3 separate regions of the Mus musculus genome follow, and regions 2 and 3 are each linked to region 1. Evidence: chromatin contacts called from public Hi-C data. All regions are on one chromosome and are shown on one strand. The core of a region is the stretch at or near the end of the contact, and the rest is flanking DNA. Distances in the headings are between cores, read along the strand shown.

Region 1 (4,365 bases), core at 1,066-3,565:
GAGTTGGGGGAGGGGTAACTAACACCAAAGGACTTCTGAAAAGTAATACAGAAACCTACTCTAAAAGCTTCCTAAAGTATACACATATATGAAAGGAATGTAAATGGAGTCACTGTGTAAGGGGCAAGACAATGCCTCAACTGCACATCCTATACTACTAAGTATAATCTCCAGCATCAGGAATGCCTTACATCACTGGAGAGAGCAGTCCATAAACAGGTCTGCCCTCACCCCCAATACCACAGGCTGTTGCAAATGCTATTGGTTGCTATCCACACATGATGGTAAGGCCCTATCGCTGAAGACACAGCTTACGTATGCCATCAACCATGAAGAAACTGAGATGCTGCCCAACTAGAGGCTTCACCAGGTCTGACCAGCAGACACAGTACCCGGAAGTTACTCTGTGCTCTACCAGAGGGGGAAAGCAGTCATCAGAACCAACCCTCAGCCTACAGCAATCAGGCGCTTGTCTGATAGACTGGTGCAGGTGTGGCACAAAGGTTATGGTAATAACCAAGCATTTTTTTTTTTTTTGCCAGATTTAAGACCTACTCCATGAGACAGAACATATAGGTGACTCTGAGGTTATATAGGTCATGGGCCTAGGAAAAGATCAATTACTGTTACTCTTCTAAAGGACATTAGCAATAAAATGTAGCTTAATGCTATACTCCTATGCCCACAGATGAAAGCATCTCTCAGCCCCTACCAGAGAAGCTTCTTGCAATAGATGAGAATTGACACAGAGACCCACAGCTAGATAACGTGCAGAGAAGATGTCTTTATCAAGCCCTGCCAGACCTCATCAAGGCTCAGGGACCTTTATGAAAGTGGAGGGGAAAGATTGGAAGAGCCAGAGGTATCAGATATAAAAGGATTGATAAAATAATAATAATAATAATAATAATAATAATAATAATAATAATAATAATAATAACTCACAGAGACTACAGTAGCATACCAAGACCTGCACAGGTTCAAACCAGACAAAATCTCAGCATGGAGGAAGGGAAGTGGACACAAAGTATCACCCCTAACTAAGAAACTATTTGCAATGGATACTTTCTGGTAGAAGGAAAAATCCATTGTCTCAAATGGCTATCCCTGGGAATACCACACTCCAAGGCAGGTCCCATGCCCAGGAGTAGTTAGCTAACACAAAACCAACTCCAGAAGTTTTGTTTGGGGGAAGGGGTCCGGCACACTATTGTTTTGTTTTGTTTGGACATTTTTTTTTGTCCTATTGACTTTTTTTTTTTAGGTTTATGTTTTAATTTTCAGTTTTTGGGTTTTGTTTTTGCCTTGAGAGACGCAAAGAACATGCAGTTGGGAAGGGATGGAAGTAGGAAGGATCTGAGAAGAATTTAAACAAGGGGAAAATATATGATCAAAATATACTGTATAATTTTTAAAATAAAATGTTATTTATTGGTGATGGCATTCCTTCTAGGCTCCACCCCACAGTTACCTGGCAACAGCCAGGTGTGCCTGACTCACTATAAAAGGGGCTGCTTGGCCCCTCCTCACTCTCTTCTTTCTTCTTCTCTTGCTCTCTTACCCTCTTCTTCCTCTGTTCCTTCTCTCCCCACTCTCTCCACTCCTCATGGCTAGCCTCTCCTCTCCTCTCCTCTCCTCTCCACTCCACTCCTCTCCTTTCCTCTCCTCTCCCCTCCCCTCCCCTCCCCTCCCCTCCCCTCCCCTCCCTTCCCCTCCCCTCCTCTCCTCTCCTCTCTTCCCCTCTTCTTCTTCTCCTTCTCCTTCTCCTCTTCCTCCTCTTCCTCCTCCTCCTCTTCCTCACCCTCCTTCTTCTTCTGTCTCTCTCTCTCCCTCCCTCCTTCCCTCCCTCCCTCCTTCCCTCCCTCCCTCCCTCCCTCCCTCCCTCCCTCCCTCCCCCAACTCCCCTCCTCATGCCCCAAATAAGCTCTATTATATACTATACTCATCCTGTGGCTGGTCCCTCAGGGGGAAGGGATGCCTCAGCATGGGCACTCAGAGGCACCCCCTTCCCCTGTACCATACCACTCATCCACCAAACATGCCTGGCTTCTCTCTCTCTCTCTCTCTCTCTCTCTCTCTCTCTCTCTCTCTCTCTCTCTCTCTCTAACACAACAGTTGTTATTTTTAAAAAGGAATCATCAACACTACTGCAGATGTCACACTAGGGCTCCTTCAGGCTCCCAGTTCCTCTATCCACAGCCCTTGGTTTGCATTTCAAATTACCCATGACCTTCAGATCTCTTCATCTGGGCCAGATGCTGATCTGTCAGCTCTCTCAGAGCAATACAGAAGGGTGAGACCCAAAAGCTTAGCCGGGGAAACCCCCGGTTATGAAAGCATGTTGTAACTCTTGGGCGGAGCTCAGTCATGTGAGTCCTGCCTGAAATATGACACTTGGGAAAGTCCATTTTTGGGCATAGCTGGTGTGATGACATCGTTGCAACTGGAACTGACATGGTTTTTGTTCTAGGCGCTATGAGTAACTGTCCCCTCCCTGTCTCCCGAAGCCATGTTCAGGTGGCACAATGGTTCAGGATTGCCAAAGCCAGTTCCCACAAGCTGTCTCCATGTGTCCAACTCTAATCTCTTCAGATGTAGAGCCAGGGTTCAGCATGTGATCACGTGGCACAGCACATCAGAAGCACGGGTTCGTGCAGTCCAGTGGACCAGAGAGAGGCAGGCTGGCTGGAAGACAGAACACGGAGGCTAAAAAAAAAAGCACATGAGACTTGGACTCTGAATAGAAAAGAACTACATGTTGGCTGTGGTCACCTTCACATGAACCTGGTGCTGAGAAATACCACCCACTTTGGGGTTGGATGCGGCTGTCCATATCATAAAGTAAGCACATAATTAATGGCTGCAACAGCCAGCACCATTTTCAAAGTTCACTTTCATCTGCCATTCCATTTATTCCTTGAGAGGTTGGTTTTACTACTCCCATTTTGCAGATGTGGGAATTGAGGCTTAGAGAGATAAAACTCCTGCACCAGAGGGGCTGGATCCTGATCCATCAGTGTAGCTCCTGACTTGCTATGCCTGATGTGTATGGGAGCTAAGACTTCAGTCCTTGGAACGTGCACATGATATATACATGTGAGCACACACCAAATGCACACACATGCACACACATGAGAAAACACCCTGCTGCTTTCACATTAGCTGTTTCTTTTAGTCCACCCTCCCACATCTTGTAAGCATTAACTCCGTGGGGCTGGCATCCAGGGCCACACATTGGCAGCATTTATTTTATTATTGCTCTGCAAGCTGTTGTGTGACGTGAGGATGTCACCAGTTTTGTTCCTTTTGGGAAAATAAGCATCATCCACCCCCAGCTCCTTCCCTGCTGTGTGGACATAGACACGGCGTCCGTGCATCATCTACCCTGCCTGGCTCTTCACCCCAGCCTCCACTTGCTGCACAGGAAAGTGGTGCTCCTGTGTCCACATTCTCCTGTTCATAAGATAACAGCAGCCTACCTTAGTGCACCACGGAGACCTAATCCTAATCCAGGTGCCTCTGTAAAGTCTCTGCTGTCTCTGAACCCAGCCCCACCTTGAGGTTCTAGGGCTGGAAGTGAATGGACGACTCTGAGAGAAATCTGAGAGGGTTCTTCAACTCATGTCCTCAACACTGATCAGATTCATGATAGCTTCAGTACCCTGAGTGGTATCTGTGCTCTTGGAACTATCTTAAGCGTTAAAAATATTACAGACACAGAGAGAGGCTCTTACTATAAAGAGTAAACAAGGGGTGAGATTTATATCGCCAAGGGTAGAGACAAAGTAAAATCAGATCAAATGCTCAAATGAAGAGAGGATTGAAATGCAGCCTAGTGGTAGAGCACTTATCTGAGCTTGTGCAAGCCTCTGGGTCCCAAACTAGCACAGGGAAGGAAGAAAAGGAGGAGAAAAAGGAGGAGGGAGGGGGAGAGGGGGGAGGGAGGGGAAAGGGGGGAGGGGAAGGCAGGGAGAGGGAAGAAAAGGAAGGGGGGATGGAGGAGAGGAGAGGGCAAGGAAAGGGAACAAATAGGACTGGGGGAAGGAAGAGGAGGGTGAGGAGGGGGAAGAGAGGGAAGGGGAAAGGAGGGGGAGAGAAGGGGGGAGGAGAAGGTAGACTGGAAGGGAGGGAGAAGGAGGAGAGGAAGGGCCAGATAAAAAGAACAGTTTTTATTTTAAGATTAATTTTATGTTTTACCTGCATGCATGCATGTATACCATGTGTATGCCTAGTGCCCTGGAAAGAAGAGCAACTCGAGTCCCCTGGAGTTACACATGACTTAGAGATGCTGTGTGGGTTCTGGGAACAGAACCCAGGTCCTCTGCAAAGGCAGTGCACGGTCTTAGCTCCTAAGCCATCTCTCTA
Region 2 (4,365 bases), core at 951-3,450, 120 kb after region 1:
AAATCCAAGATCATCTCAACTGCACAGCAAAGGCTGCATTGGATACAGGAGACCCTGTCTCAAAACAAAACAGTCTCCTGCAGAGACTGTGTCCTTTGTGGGAAGGGAGACGACAGGAGGTGGAGAACGTCCAACCTCAAGCACTGAGATGATCGAGGATTGACACTCTACCAAGTCAGAACGGCCAAGGCATCGTGTGAGCAGAGCCTGTGGCATCTAGGACTTGCCTGTGGAAGGCCATGAGCTGACCGGCTGCCTGGCTTGAGAACCTTGACCTCAACCTATCACCTCCACTTTTTGGAGGTGAACCGAATGATATGGAGCAAATCCTTGGTAGTCTACAAGAGAGCTAAAGCATCACATGCATACATGTGTGTGTTGATAAACATCTGCACATATGTGTATCCATCACACTAAAATGACCTCATAGTTTGATGCTATAGAAGGCCAAAGGAGTTAGTTCTTGAAGGAAAGTGGACACAATACACTTGCCAAGCAGGAAGATTGTGTGTTAACACTGCCACTACCATTTCTAGCAGGGTGGAGACATCCTCTTACCTAGATATTAGACCTGAATCCTTTGGCCATGTGACCATAATGACAGTATCTCAAGCAATTACTTTAATTTCAGACTTCATAATGACAACCCAAAGATAACCTTAGATTGACCCACTTCAGAATGTTCCATAGCAGGAACACTCAACAGATGGTGCAAAACACACACACACACACACACACACACACACACCAGTAGTCCCCTACTACTGAAGTCTTTACTGACATCTTGTCCTGACCCTGGGCCCAAAAAAAATCTATTGAACCACTGAGTGTATATGTGTGTATATGAATGTATGTATTCATTATCTTGCTTATTTAGAGACAGGGTCCCATTATGTAGCTCTGGATGAAATGAAGGTTACATTGGCCTCAAACTCATGGTAATTCTCCTGCCCCTGCCTTCTAAGTGCTGGGATTTGGTGTGAGCCTCCATGCCTGTCTAGATTGTTCCATCGATAGCAGCATGTGCTGCTGGTCACCTGATTTGGATACACTGGTCAGGCTGGGGGTGGTGCAGAATGGAGAACTCAAAAGAGGAGCTTGTCTGCAGGGAGCATGTATTTCAACATCTCATGGTACCTTTCAGCATGGGCATTTATGTATCCGTTTATGTATCCGTTTAAAATGAACTTGTGTGGTGTCGAGCCTCAATGTATCAGTTTAAAAGGAACTTGTATCATGTCGAGCCTCAATAAACAGCTGCTTCCTCTCCTTTCTTCAAGATGCAAATGTTTGAAGTTTATTCTTCTGGCTTTTGAAATACATATTTATGGTCACTGTTACCCAGTTACTCTACAAGGCACACCAGAGGATTTTGTTCCTTTGTAATTGTAACTCAGCAGTCGCTCCTGCTCCTTCCTCTATCCTCGCCCTCCTCTATCCTCACCCAGCCTCTGGTAACCACCGTTCAACTCACATCTCCAAGATCAGCTCTGTGTGTGTGTGTGTGTGTGTGTGTGTGTGTGTGTGCATGCGCACACGCCTATGTGTGCATATGTGTACACATTCACATGCTGCATTTAGCTGTATCTGGAGACTTTATTCTTAACTTCTCTAATTTTAGATCCAAATCCACCAGATTTAATTAATTTAAAATTAAACTAAAACTATTTCAATGGCCTTTTCAGATCCTTTATGTAAAAATAAATTTAGCAAAGTCCAAAAGCAGCTGGAATGTGTCACAGTGGAGAGAGGCTGCTACACACACCCACAAGGACACTGAGTGGTCCCACGCCTTCCCCAGAACATAGTTCTGCCTGCTATTAATTTGCAAACATATGTGTGGGACTTGTGCTTTCTGAAATGGGGTCTAGGAATTGCTAACCCAGCCTAACACAGACCTCATGAAACATCAGAGCTGGGACTTCCAGGGTAAGGGGCTAGCCTGTCCAGTTCCTTCCACTGATGAGCACAGCCAGGGCCCAGCAGCCTACAAACACCAGTAAACTGGCATGGCTCTCCAGAGATCCCCACTCCTTCCGGTCCCAGCTCTGCACACAGAAACTCCTTTGCTAATTTGAGAGAAGTGCATGCCAACTGAAGTGTGTGTTTAATGAAAAGCAGCTTGCTTGGCTCAAGTCAAAGGCTTGGGGTATCACACGTGGATCTGAGCTTCCCTGATGCAATGCACAGAGCTGTGAGGGGAACCAGCAGCCCCAGACCTGAAACAGGGGGTCCTATAGATCACAACACATTTTTCTAGGTATCTTTTCATCTACAAAGAAATAGAAGCAGAGGGGGGAAGAATATGAAACCAAAAAAGCCTTATTATTACCTGCACAAGAGGGCCATTGAGGCTGGCTGAAGTCAGTGCAAGGCTTTGAAGATTAATGGGCCCATATAAATGTTGGTGTGTTATGAGCTTTCTCCTTGACATTAAACAGAGCACACAAGACTCACATATAAAACGCAGCGAGGAGCCCGGGTTGTAATTAATGCCATAAAGGTCTCTTTATCAGATTCCATCCAGGCGTCACAGAGGGTGATGAAGAGCCAGACAAGCACTGTTTGTTCTGGATAGGAAAGGGGCCTGTGAGTTGATGTGGTCCTCAGAAATGTCACTGCTTGCCAAATCAAAAGCCAGAGTGATGGCAAGGGGCACTTTCAAGTGAAGGGAGCCACTTCCAGTCAACTTGGAGGGTCAGTCCCTGGAGGACCATAAGGAACAAAACACACACACACACACACACACACACGTCACACTGTGTTTCCCTCTTCCTTAATGTGGAAGACTGGAGGTAGCCTTGTGACTTCAGCACTTCAAAAATCTCAGGATGTGGGGTTGGGAGTGCAGCTCAATTGGTAAAGTGTTTGCTTAGCACACGTGGTTCAATCCCTGGCTCAACCCCTAGTAACACACAACCAGAAATGGCAGCACATGCCTGTAGTCCCAGCATGTGGGAGATAGATGTGGGAGGATCGTGAGTTCAAGGTCATGATCAGATATATAGCAAGTTGGAAGTCAGCCTAGACTATCTCAGAAATGAAAAGCATACACACAAAAAGTCCTTGGGTTCTAGAAAATGACCTCCTCACAAAGCCAGTGTGCTCCATGTGAAGGCACCTCAGGCTATAGGAATATAGCTGGGAAGTGCTGGTGGGCAAAGGACTCATGCTGATCTCAGCAACTCTTCCAGGAAAATAAAAATGATCCAAAGCAACAGAACATTCTGTGAGGTCCCAGTTACATACGCTACTACACAGCATGGCCCAGTGGGGTTCCTGTGACCTGGTACTGACAGACTTCATGGAGTCCTCTCACACTGAGACTCTGGCCTGTGCTAGGTGCTCTTCCAGGGAAGCTGGGGTTAGAGCTGAAGAATGAAAGGTTAGAGATAGCCACACCTGAGGAAGCTGTGCACAGAGCTGATTTCATTGTAGCAGAGCTGATTACATTGTAGCAACAGGACAAACACCCTGCACCTCAGCTGCTCTGATGGTATGAATTGTGTCCCTCATAATCCACAAACTGAAGTGCAAAGAAAAAAAAACTTGCATTGAAGTCAGGGACATTACAGAGACAGTGATATTAAATAATGCTCTTAACAGTTGATATAGATGCATAGCTAGCTGAACAGAGCTTGAATAGGCAGCTATGAAGCGCTCAGCCCTAAATGAGACACCTATATCAAATCATGCCCCGCCCCACATGGCTCAGCAAATATCACAAGAGGTGGGGAAGGAGATTTCATGAGCCCAAGGGAGGACTGGGGTGAACTGGTGTCTTCTAAACATGACACAGTGGTGGTTGCACTTGTGAAGGCATGGAAGATGTGTTTGCCTACACACAACCAAGCCAATCAACCTCTCAGCATAGATGGCAGAAGGGCATGTAAAACCACATCCCTGGCTGAGGAGCTCTGAGCAGAATGGCTATTAGAGTGGAGCAAGCCAGTCTTCTTTAGGGAATGGACCTGGCTGGTTGTCCATGCTCCAGTGGATGGAACACCTGAGTGTCCAGGCACAGTACTGGGTTCAGCAGGTTTAAAAAAAAAATCACAAAGGAAACACATTGGGGAACAGGGTTTGGAGAGCTGAAACAAAATGAGGGTTTGATACAGTTAAAATACCTTGTATATATGTATGAAATTCTCAAAGAACAAACTTTTAAAATGAGGCCCTTAGGTTAGATGCTGATCCACTCTGTTTGATGATCATGGGAAAAGAAATATGAACACAAAGACCCCAGAAGAAAAGCCATATGAAAATACACTGAGATTAGCAGGAAGGTGGCAGTGCACACCTTTAATCCCAGCCCTCAGAGGCAGAGAGGCAGGAGGATCTCTGGGTTCAAGGCCAGTCTGGTCT
Region 3 (4,365 bases), core at 1,382-3,881, 99 kb after region 1:
CCCTGCTCTTCCTGATGCCACCCAACTCTTCCTGCTTGTTGAAAAACAACATTGGAGATTTCTGAGGGGTCCCCTGGCCCGCTTGCTTTTGTAAGTTCATGAGAACACAGATACCACCATTCTGTTTATAAAAGCCACAGTGTAATCTCAGAGTCCAGGAGTCGGAACATTAGGACAGGGGCCATATGGCTCCTATGGCCCCTTAGGAAAACATTCGTCTGCCTTTGCTCCACACAAAGCCTGGTGACCAGATGGTCTCTGCCCTGCCTGTGGTCTGACCCTAGGGTGGAGATCAGGGGCTCACTGGGTCCCACCCCTTTCCTTCCTGGGTACATGGAGCCCATGGTTCCCAGCCGAATGACAAACAGAAGTGATCCAAGTACTTCTTGGCAGAGGCAGCAACCTGACACCAGGATAGGATCTTACTTCCCTTCCCCACTCCTGCCCTGGCACCTGGCAAATGTCCAAGAGTGAAGCCAGCCCTGTGAGTGGTCATGATAAACAGAGCTCTCCCGTGCCGCCTGCAGTGGACTGACAAGGGCACAAAATGAGACTTTCCTCCCAATCCTCTGAGACACCAGGGTGTTACTGCAGTCAGTCCTGACCAGTCCTGGAGTCTTTGGTGAGAATCATCCATCTGAATTTCTCAAAGCTTACAAATGTGGCTTTGCCCCTGTCACAGGTAAACATTTTTTTAATTAAAACTGTCATTTCCTCCCTTCATATATATCTCGGTTCATTTAGTGTTACCTGTATGATATATACGGTTTCCACAGTTGTCAGGAGAACACTTTTGAGCAAAACACTAATGGTTTCTTTTCCCCAAGTCAATGGCAGTTTCTTACCACCTCCAAAGGCATGAAAGACTGTTCTAGAATGCCAGCCCTGGCTGCAGATCCCCAGGCTCATGATAGCCCATGAGTGGAAAAACTCTCACTACTAACGATGTTGGTGATAACAGTAAAGACATTTTAGCTAGGGTGGTTACCATGGCAACTGCTGAGCGTATTTAATCTGTACCTCACAGTATAGGGTTGTCCGGCTCCTTTTTTTTTTTTTTTTTTAGAAGTAAGGAAGTTAAGGCGAAAGAGATGAATTTCACTGGATCCCTGGTAGCTGTCAAGTCAGAGAACTTCTGTGGGATACTGAGGGAAGCCAGAGCCTGCGGAAAGTGGGGGGCTCCAGTTTGCTTGTGACCTTTGAACACACAGCTCTGCTTATATTTCTGCCTCCCAGGATTGTGGAGATTTCAAGTTGATTTTTCTCAATCTGAAAAAGATATGGTTGGAAGTATCTTGCTGTGTCTGTGAGTCTGAAATGTGGTATCTATGTAGCCGATCAACTTGATAAGTAAATTCAACCTTTTTTGTCTGATAATCACACTCATCTATCTTCAAGTTCTACAGGACAGTCCAAAGCTTTAGGGAGAAGCCAGGATCCTTTGATACCATCTAGAACTTCAGGAAGTGAAGGCTGGAGAAAACATGACGTAAAGAGTCTCCACTAGGGCTGGTGAGATGGTTCAGCGATTAAGAGCACTGCTCTTCCGAAAGTCCTGAGTTCAAATCCCAGCAACCACATGGTGGCTCACAACTATCCGTAATGAGATCTGACGCCCTCTTCTGGTATGTCTAATGGCAGCTACAGTGTACTTATATATAATAATAATAAATAAATCTTTGGGCCAGATCGAGCAGAGGTCCTGAGTTCAATTCCCAGCAAACACATGATGGCTCACAACCATCTGTACAGTTACAGTACACTCGTATACATAAAATAAATAAATAAATCTTAAAAAAAATAAGAAAGAGTCTCTACTACGGAGACCAGCAAGGAAAGAGTCTTTGTTGCCCACTCTCTTCCCTGTTTCAACCTTTCCCAGTCTTCACAATTCAGGGAGGGTTGATTTACTGGTCTTTAGAGGGTAATGGCCCATGTCTGCTGAGCATCTTATACCACCCAGGACAGTCCTTACCTCAAGGACACTTCCAGTATCACATATCAACCACGCAAAGCTGGGAGCCCCTGTTCTAATTTGACACATTTTTTAAGAGAGAGAGAGAGAGAGAGAGAGAGAGAGAGAGAGAGGGAGGGAGAGGGAGAGGGAGGGGTGAGAGGGAGGGGGAGGGGAGGGGGGAGGGGAGGGGGAGGGGAAGGGGAGGGGAGGGGAAGAGGGAGAGGGGAGGGGAAGAGGGAGGGGAGGGGAAGAGGGAGAGGGGGAGAGAGAGAGAGAGAGAGAGAGAGAGAGAGAGAGAGAGAGAGTTTGACTGTTTTGCTCAGGCTAGCCAGGAAGTCGTGAGTTCAGTAGTAGATCCTTTCACCTCAGCCTCCCACAGAGAGACATCTATAGGCACTCCCTGTCATACCTGGCAATTTGGCTGCTACACACACACACACACACACACACACACACACACACACATACAACCCACAGTAGATTCTGGCATCCTAAACGTGTTCAAGAGCCAACCGCCAGCTTCATTCCACTCCAATTAGCCAAAGTGAGTTATCGTCTGAGATTCCCCATAAAGCAAGCCTTCTAATTGTTGTGGTTAAGCAGGCCTCGGGCTGAGCAGAGAGATGGGAGCCGGCCTCACAGAAGCCAGATAAAGCCACAAAGAGGATAGAGCATGGGGCAAATGTGGTCAGTCTTAGCCTCAGGCTTCCCGTTTCGTTTATAGAGACACACACAAGCATGACATCACCTCAAGAAGGAAATAGAAAAATAGAGTTGAGCAGTTGAGCTGATGGCTTAAGTTCCCCCATCTGCCTAGCAACCCAGGAAGCCTGGGTGTCTTAGTCAGGGTTTCTATTCCTGCACAAACATCATGACCAAGAAGCAAGTTGGGGAGGAAAGGGTTTATTCATCTTACATTTCCAAATTGCTGTTCATCACTAAAGAAAGTCAGGACTGGAACTCAAGCAGGTCAGGAAGCAGGAGCTGATGCAGAGGCCATGGAGGGATGTTCTTTACTGGCTTGCTTCCCCTGGCTTGCTCAGCCTGCTCTCTTATAGAACCCAAGACTACCAGCCCAGAGATGGCACCACCCGCAAGGGGACCTCCCCACTTGATCACTAGTTGAGAAAATACCTTACAACTGGATCTTGTAGAGGCATTTCCCCAACTGAAGCTCCTTTCTCTGTGATAACTCCAGCTGTGTCAAGTTGACACAAAACTAGCCAGTACACTGGGTCATCTCATTCCACTAAAGCTTGTAGATAGGGACTGGAGCCAATGTCCTTATTCCTTCTGGTTGATGAGCACACCAAGACTTGAGAAGTGAGGTGATAGGCTTCACATGAGCAGGATATTTATTTATTTATTTATTTATTTAATGTATGTGAATACACTCCACATCAGAAGAGGGCATCAGATCCCCATTACAGATGGTTGTGAGCCACCATGTGGTTGCTGGGAATTAAACTGAAGACCTCTGGAAGATCAGTCAGTGCTCTTAACTGCTGAGCCATCTCTCCAGCCCTAAAGCAGGATCTTAAAGCCACTAGTCATCCACAGTCAGGGGCAGAGAGAATAGTTCTATGAACCTTCCCAGCTCATTTTCTCTTCTCTCATACCGGATGGGACCTTTTGCCTAGGGAATGGTGCTGCCCACCATGGGTTGGTCCTACGCACATCAATCAGCAATCAAAATGATCCTCAGAGACATGCCCAGAGGCCAACCTGATCTAGATAAGGCTTCACAAAGACATTCTTCCCTGATGATTCCAGGTTATGTCTAGTTGACAGCTAACACTACCCAGCTTGGTGCAAGTAGAAGATCTGTCATGGGCATGCTCCTGACGACAGTGGGAGCTGTCAGGATCACTACCTTGCCCAGAGGTCACCATGACCTCACATAGAGAATATTTCTGCAAGGACATTGCCTGTCTAACTGTGAACTACCCCTCCCTCATCCCTGTTGCTGGTCCTACAGTCAAGGACTATTCATTTACAAGCTACCCTGTTTATCTTGCCTCAACCTCCCCAGATGCACCCACAATTTGCTACAGCACATGTGTTGCTATCACTCCAGAATAAACCAGTCTTTTCAAAGATTGTCTCTGTCACTTAGATTGCCATCATTTGGGGCCAGTGATGGGGAAAAAATGATTGTAGCTTCTGGTTTTTTGTTTGCTTGTTTGTTGTTTTGTGTTTTAACCAAGAAGCCACAGTCAACTCTAGAGCCATCTTTCTCTTCAACCGTGCACAGACATGGCCTTTGCGTCCCCTCTCTCAGAGGCATATCCAATCTCTGTGGGATTTGCTTTCCTAATATCTGATTCTCTCCCCTCTGCAATGTGGCCTTGGGAAACAGATCTGTCTAGGCACATTTTCAGGAGGAAATGGAGAAATAGCATCCATTC

What was found. A called contact is a pair of places that touch in the nucleus more often than the background predicts.
Region 2: a Hi-C map of the N1E-115 cell line shows a contact between it and region 1, with 2.8 times the contacts expected there. The contact joins two enhancer-like sites. A contact is called at or near these places in 7 of 484 Hi-C or Micro-C datasets (the N1E-115 cell line, bone marrow-derived macrophages, embryonic fibroblasts and 3 more), 3 of 115 datasets of contacts at active chromatin or transcription factors (the HPC-7 cell line, double positive thymocytes and pancreatic cancer cells) and 3 of 9 other capture datasets (adipose tissue, liver and pancreatic islet).
Region 3: a contact with region 1 is called in a Hi-C map of bone marrow-derived macrophages, with 2.7 times the contacts expected there. The contact joins two enhancer-like sites. A contact is called at or near these places in 24 of 484 Hi-C or Micro-C datasets (the 63-12 cell line, the BV-2 cell line, the C10 cell line and 17 more), 10 of 115 datasets of contacts at active chromatin or transcription factors (CD8 T cells, the HPC-7 cell line, the NIH/3T3 cell line and 7 more) and 4 of 9 other capture datasets (adipose tissue, bone marrow-derived macrophages, liver and 1 more).

What each region holds. Positions count from the first base shown.
Region 1 is chr16:95,726,661-95,731,025 of GRCm38.p6, forward strand. No RefSeq gene overlaps it. Among named protein-coding and RNA genes, the nearest start is that of Ets2, 26 kb to the left of the region's middle. Within about 2 kb of position 2,316, at least 179 of the 459 cell types and tissues checked have an H3K27ac peak or open chromatin away from gene starts, as enhancers often do. A contact at or near this core is called in the 63-12 cell line, the BV-2 cell line, CD8 T cells and 8 more, where this site is marked.
Region 2 is chr16:95,846,196-95,850,560 of GRCm38.p6, forward strand. The region is part of intron 1 of 1600002D24Rik (RIKEN cDNA 1600002D24 gene); the gene reads right to left. Among named protein-coding and RNA genes, the nearest start is that of Gm32130, 46 kb to the left of the region's middle. Within about 2 kb of position 2,201, at least 44 of the 459 cell types and tissues checked have an H3K27ac peak or open chromatin away from gene starts, as enhancers often do. A contact at or near this core is called in the N1E-115 cell line, where this site is marked.
Region 3 is chr16:95,824,935-95,829,299 of GRCm38.p6, forward strand. No RefSeq gene overlaps it. Among named protein-coding and RNA genes, the nearest start is that of Gm32130, 25 kb to the left of the region's middle. Within about 2 kb of position 2,632, at least 126 of the 459 cell types and tissues checked have an H3K27ac peak or open chromatin away from gene starts, as enhancers often do. A contact at or near this core is called in the 63-12 cell line, the BV-2 cell line, CD8 T cells and 7 more, where this site is marked.